Regions from separate parts of the Sus scrofa genome. Here region 1 is linked to region 2. A link is a contact called in public Hi-C data. All regions are on one chromosome and are shown on one strand. The core of a region is the stretch at or near the end of the contact, and the rest is flanking DNA. Distances in the headings are between cores, read along the strand shown.

Region 1 (3,321 bases), core at 397-2,896, 310 kb before region 2:
AATGTCTAGAGACATTTTTGTTTCCCATAACAAGGGGAGAGGGAGGAGGGGTGTTGCTAGCATTTAGTGGGTAGAGACCAAAGATACTGCTAATCTTCTTGTAAGGCACAGGACAAGGCCCCCTGCAAAGAATTATCTAGTCTAAGATGTCAGTAGTGCTGCTGTTATTTCTAATTCAGATTTTTTCCCCCTTTCAATTCTTGATAACCTGTAGTTCTTATTGTTCATCGAATAAATTAACTATACACTATGTTTTATTGGTGGCTTTTGTTTCATGTATTATATTCATATCTTCTCCAGGAAACTACAGATCCCTCAAAAGATCAAATAGATCCCTATTCTGTCAGGTAGTCTTCAAATGTTCAAAGTCATGTTGAATACTTAGGAGCTCTAAAATTGTGAGTTGACTAAACATCTATTGTATCAAACCATTCTAGAAATTATCCTAAGCATTTTCCAGAACTCTAGGATTCTGTACAAGGACAATGGAAGAGAGAAATTGAGCTTAGACTCATTATAAGGTCTTCAAGGAATTTGATAGCTCTTAAAGTAACCCCAGGGTTGCCTCTGGAGGGAGGTAGCCACCAGGTCTGGAAGTCACCCTGCCCTCTAGTGGTCTCACTGCCATAGACAACTGTTCTGTCAATCTAAGTTATTAGTATCTGAACCAATTTTACTATATTTGAATGTAAATAGCTTAGCATTCACATTAGGCTTTTTTTTCCTTTGTGGATCCACACATTAAATATACCTTGCCATCAAGGCTCTCACAAGAATCAAACCAAGTAGAGAAAAGTGAGAAAGTAAGGATAAACATTCCTAGTTACAAATAATAATCTCTCCAAGTTTGGCAACCAAACAGTTTCAACTACTTAGTCTGAGTCTCTCTGCCTTCTCTACCCAACTGCTTTTCTGATCCATAAAGGCAGTGAGTAGTTATCTTTGTATTTGAAGAGGAACATTTCTGGAAAAAAGAGTTTCTAAAAGACCAATATTAATACAGATCTATGACCAAATATTTTAATTGTTTATTGGTTCCTGTGGGTATTTTCCTTGCAAATTTCTTACAGACTAGTTCCAGAAGAAAAGCACCATTGTGTTTGAGATACCAGCTAAATCTGAGGAAATTACACTTTCTCTTTTTTTTCCATTAAGAACTCTATTCTCTCACTAGGAAAACACCACTGTACTTCTTATCACAGAATGCAGCCTTTTCTGTATACTGATGCCAAATGGGTAACATTTTAGTGGGGCATTTGAAGTTGTGATATGCAACTCCATGGGAGACAAACAAGGTCATTCAGAAGGTCTTTTCATTGAGAACATCAGAGCTTTCAAAAGACCCAGGCAGCCTTTCCTGAATAATTGGGGTAAAACTGGAATAAAGAAAAAGCCCATAAAGTACAAAAATAAGCAATCAGAATTAGGAGGGAAAAGATATGGTGAATGCTGATGCTGAATCTTAATATATAAAACCAAGAGCAGTGAGTAAAAAGCAACATAATTTAAGCAGTTGAAGAGTAGAAATCAGTTGATTGCTGGAGTTAGCAGGAGAAAAAAAGACTGAGAACAAATACCAGTCTGGAACTGGGGGGTGGAGGACTTAGCGGTTTTTTTCTTTGACTCTCTAGAAATTGAGACCTTAGGCAAATCATTAAACCTTCACTGAACTTTGCTCTGACAAAAGGGAATGAGACTAAAGCTTCTACCTTGTCCTTGTAAGAATATTGTTAAGATTCTATGTTTAATTTCCTCAAAAGACAGTAAATTATACCCATTCACTATGAATATATTATATACCATAAAAACTGTCATGAAAGAGCCACTGCCTTTTTAAAATAAATCTTCTGTGGTCTTGTTTTTCATGGCTCAACTGTCTGATGTAATTGAGTAGAGGTTTGCACTGAGAGACTATGGTTTAGGCCTTAACCCCATGAAGTATTACTTTTAGCCTATGTTTGTTCAGACTGCTTTCCTCCACCAATGTGAACAATCTTTTTTTCCCCAAACAGTGTTAAAAGCCACTTTCCAGGGGAGTTCCCGTCGTGGCGCAGTGGTTAAGGAATCCGACTAGGAACCATGAGGTTGCGGGTTCGATCCCTGCCCTTGCTCAGTGGGTCAAGGTTCCGGCGTTGCCGTGAGCTGTGGTGTAGGTTGCAGACGCGGCTCGGATCCTGCGTTGCTGTGGCTCTGGCGTAGGCTGGCAGCTACAGCTCGGATTCGACCCCTAGCCCGGGAACCTCCATATGCTGCAGGCACCGCCCAAGAAATGGCAAAAAGACAAAAAAAAAAAAAAGAAGAAAAAAGCCACTTTCCAGCACTTGACTTTCTATGATGTAGATTCACTGTTGTAACATACATATCCATAGTAACTATCCAGGTAAATCCAAATTTAGGGTGGAAGTGTTGAGAAGCGTGAATTTTTTTGTTGTTTTGTTTTAGAACATTATCCAGAATGGCAGCTTTAGCAGATGGTCACAATCCATTTTTTAAATCAGATTTTATTATAAAAATCCAAAGTATCCTACCTCTTTGTCAAAGATAGTCCATAGAAATATTTCAAACAAATAGTGATGCTGTACTTTTTAAAAAAATTGTTGCAATATTAGAGACGCCATTGTTACCTTTTTTAAAAGATGCATTTTGTTTGCAGGTTTGTGAAGTTCTTGCAAACTGATACAAGACAACATTTTAAATAAATTCTCAGGCATGTTTGCAAATACGGCACATGTTGTATACATATTAGGAAATTTTACTTTTATTAATCTTTTTAAAGTATGCCTAATGAAAGACATTCCACTATTATAATACATAATGCTCAGCTTTTCATAAAGAAATATTGAATTGTTTATACAGGTATTTCATACAGTACTTTGTTCTTTATAGTACAGCCACTATAACTTGATAACTCATTGCACTACTTTAAAATCCTTAGTAATATCATGAACTTAATTTGCTTAAGATTTAGTACATTTTGTAACTCTTGAACTCTTGACAAATTACATTGGGAAAAGGAGCCTTTGTTAATAGTTATTGAGTCTCCCTCACTCCACGCCTACTCCAGCAGAGCACTCTATTCATTTGGAATGGTTTTCTGTTTATGATATGTTTGTTTTCAAGTAAAGTTCAAAATCTACAACTCAGTTCAACACAAATCTGTTTAGCTTTAAAGTGTATTTGAAGTAATATTAAATAGGCATTTAAAAACACAAATTAGATGTTTTTAAATTTATGCATAGTAATTTTGCGCTGTAAAATAATTCCCTCCCCCATTCCCTCTCTGCCATTTTGAATATGCTTATTAAAACATTTTTTTAAACG
Region 2 (2,898 bases), core at 239-2,738:
CAATATTAACAATAATAATCCTCTCTAACAAAAGACTAATATCAGGTCTGACTTAGTAAGAGGCACTGCTCCACTCTCCTGTGTCCATGGATGCCCTGATTTCCATTTCTAGTCCCCAGTACATAGTGTTCAATTCAATAACCTAAATTTTTACTGGTAAAACAGAACATCAAAATGAATTCAGTAATTAGCTTCACCATTAGGGGGCTCATTTAATTTCAATGCTGATGCTATCCACATTTCCGTTTTCAATTAATCCAAATATAGAAATGTTATAGTAATCAGACAGTATGTTCTTTGAAGAGCTGATCTTCTGACATTGGCATGGCGTCAGTAAACTTTCATTAGCGATATGATCATATAACACAATTCTGAACAAACAGAACTTTTTCTCATCTGTTTTCTTGAATGCACTTATGTTGCAATTTTAAAACATTTGAGACAAATGCAACTTCTCCTAGTGTGATTTTCTGAGAAAAATATCAACCAGTTGTAAACAAGATAAGTGTTTTCATAAGATTCAGAATGAAGTATATGAATTGAGATCAAATCCTAGAAATTTAAAGCAGTTATGGAAAATTTCCTTGACAAATAATGTGTGTGTGTGTGTGTGTGTGTGTGTATACACACACACCTGGTGGGATAGGGTTGCAGATTCCATTTTAGTAGCAGATGTGGCATATGTGAAATTATGCAATGTTATAATCATTCCTTTAGTTCTTTCTGGGATATGTATCTGTATCCTAAACTTATCTCACAGTCCAGTAACTATGGAAGCAGTAAAGAGAAACACTGAGATTTTAATCCGTATCTAATTATTCTTCAGTAGAAAAATTTCTTAAATGGCCTGCTCCCTCTCTAGAAACAAGGAGGATTATTTTTAAATGTGGTTAACTCTAAATGTGTATAAGTCACATTTTCAAATTATGCTGTCAGGGTTTCCCTAGAGAAAAGTCAAGAGAGATTTATCATTGGGCAAATATATAAATATATAATCATATGGCTTTTACGTATGTTCATTCTTATGTAAGAAGCAAAATAAATAAATAAATATTTAGTGATTACTAGGAGAGTCATTCTTACCAACTGGAAGCCAACTGAAAGACTTCATTTGGAAAAAAATGTCTGATCATTTCACAGAAACAGTAGTCACGGGACAACCCAAAGAAAAGCATAAGAAATATTTTATCAACAGGACCAAAAACAGAGAAAATGAAAAGACGCAATCAGAGAGATCCAACACCTACTGTCATCAAAATGAGAACTGTTGAGTACAATGAGATAAATTGGATCTTCCTGGAGTAGTTGGAATTATGATGAGGATAGCTTTCTAAGAATAATTTTTAAGTAGCTGCAATGCAGTTTTCAAGTAAGAATTAAACATTAACAGTTTCTAAAACCCTCCAAAAAACTGGTCAGGCAATAGGGTTGTTTGACCTTTGCTTCCTAGTGCCAAATCAAAGCAGGCTGTTTCATAAGAACAGAGCACCACCTTGTGTTGGTAAGTTATTACACCTTCCTAGGACACCTTAGGAGGCCCTTGCCATGGTAGTAAATGATAGCTTGTCAGTAGTGCTGAGTAAAACAGGCAAGTGTAACAGCTTCTCAGTCATTTTAAACACTTAGCCTTATGTATTAGCTGTGCTTATGTTCTAAGAAAGATAAGGAAAGAAAACAATATAAAAAGATGGCTAGTCTGAACAAACACAAAATATTTTTTGTAACTTTTGGTATAAATGCTTTGTCTCAGGAAATAATTTTGTAAGCTGAATCTATAGCTCTGATCCTAAATTGAGTTTGTCTTTCACAAATTACACTCTTTTATTTTTTTAACTTGAACTAGGTTGAATATCAACAAAGCAATTTTGAGTTTGAAATAATTTAGAAGTGCATTATTTCCCAAAAATTCAACAAATAGTTTATTTAGAAACCACCGAATCAACTATCTTAAGTTGAAAATAAATTCACCTTAAATGCTTCTGGCAAAACCATAAGAGTGTTTATGAGTAAGAAGAAATTTAGTCAAACAAAATTGCACACCTTCATTTTCATAGTATCATTGGGCAAAAATTTTATACTTTATATAAAATGAGAAATGTAACATTCTGCAACTAAAAAAAAATGTAATCTTTCTCAGTCTTTAAAATTAAGCTCAAATCTTAACATAAATTCTTCTGTGGTTACTCCATCCTCAGTATTCTTAGGGCACTTAGTTTTGTAAAATTAAAGCTGTTTTGTATTAAAATGGTTTTTGTTCATGTCTCATCTCCTCCTGTCTTCAGTTCTTTGGCTACGAGGACCTGGTCTTACCTCTTTTGACATCTCTGGATGGTCTAGAAGAGCACTTATGCTCCAGAACTTTCTGCAGTGGTAGAAATGTTTTCTCACTGTCCAGTATGGTAACCAGTAACCACACATGGCTCTCAGGAAATTGAAATATGGCTTATATGACTAGGAAACTAAATTTAAATTGTATTGAATTTTATTTAATGTAAACTTAAATTTAAAGAATCATATGTGACTAGTGCCTGCTGTCTGGATGGATTGGTCTATAAAAAATGCCTTAACAGAAAAAATCTCCATTGAATGAATCAATGTTAAAGTATTTGAACATGATGTATTAAATGATTTATACTTTTTAGTACAGGGAAATTTTAATCTTCTCTTATATGTCCCTTCTCAAGTAACGCTTGAGAACTCAATAACTCCTCCATGTGATAACTTTTTATAATCTAAATAATTAAGATAGTTTAGTTTACTGCCTATATTTACCTTCTGTCCTTCATTCTGATATAATTTAAAGAATTATTTTGTTTTCTTCATCCTGGATGAATTCTGAAAGTTGTTTATTTATTTGTTTATTTGTTTCATTAGAATAGCATAGAGTTTTTGCACATC

The links. A called contact is a pair of places that touch in the nucleus more often than the background predicts.
Region 1: a contact with region 2 is called in a Hi-C map of liver, with 2.1 times the contacts expected there. The contact joins two enhancer-like sites. A contact is called at or near these places in 13 of 47 Hi-C or Micro-C datasets (embryonic fibroblasts, fetal heart ventricle, fetal skeletal muscle and 5 more).

The regions. Positions count from the first base shown.
Region 1 is chr13:88,963,031-88,966,351 of Sscrofa11.1, reverse strand. The region is part of intron 2 of AGTR1 (type-1 angiotensin II receptor); the gene reads right to left. Among named protein-coding and RNA genes, the nearest start is that of AGTR1, 30 kb to the right of the region's middle. Within about 2 kb of position 1,646, at least 5 of the 83 cell types and tissues checked have an H3K27ac peak or open chromatin away from gene starts, as enhancers often do. A contact at or near this core is called in liver, where this site is marked.
Region 2 is chr13:88,649,956-88,652,853 of Sscrofa11.1, reverse strand. No RefSeq gene overlaps it. Among named protein-coding and RNA genes, the nearest start is that of AGTR1, 280 kb to the left of the region's middle. Within about 2 kb of position 1,488, at least 1 of the 83 cell types and tissues checked has an H3K27ac peak or open chromatin away from gene starts, as enhancers often do. A contact at or near this core is called in liver, where this site is marked.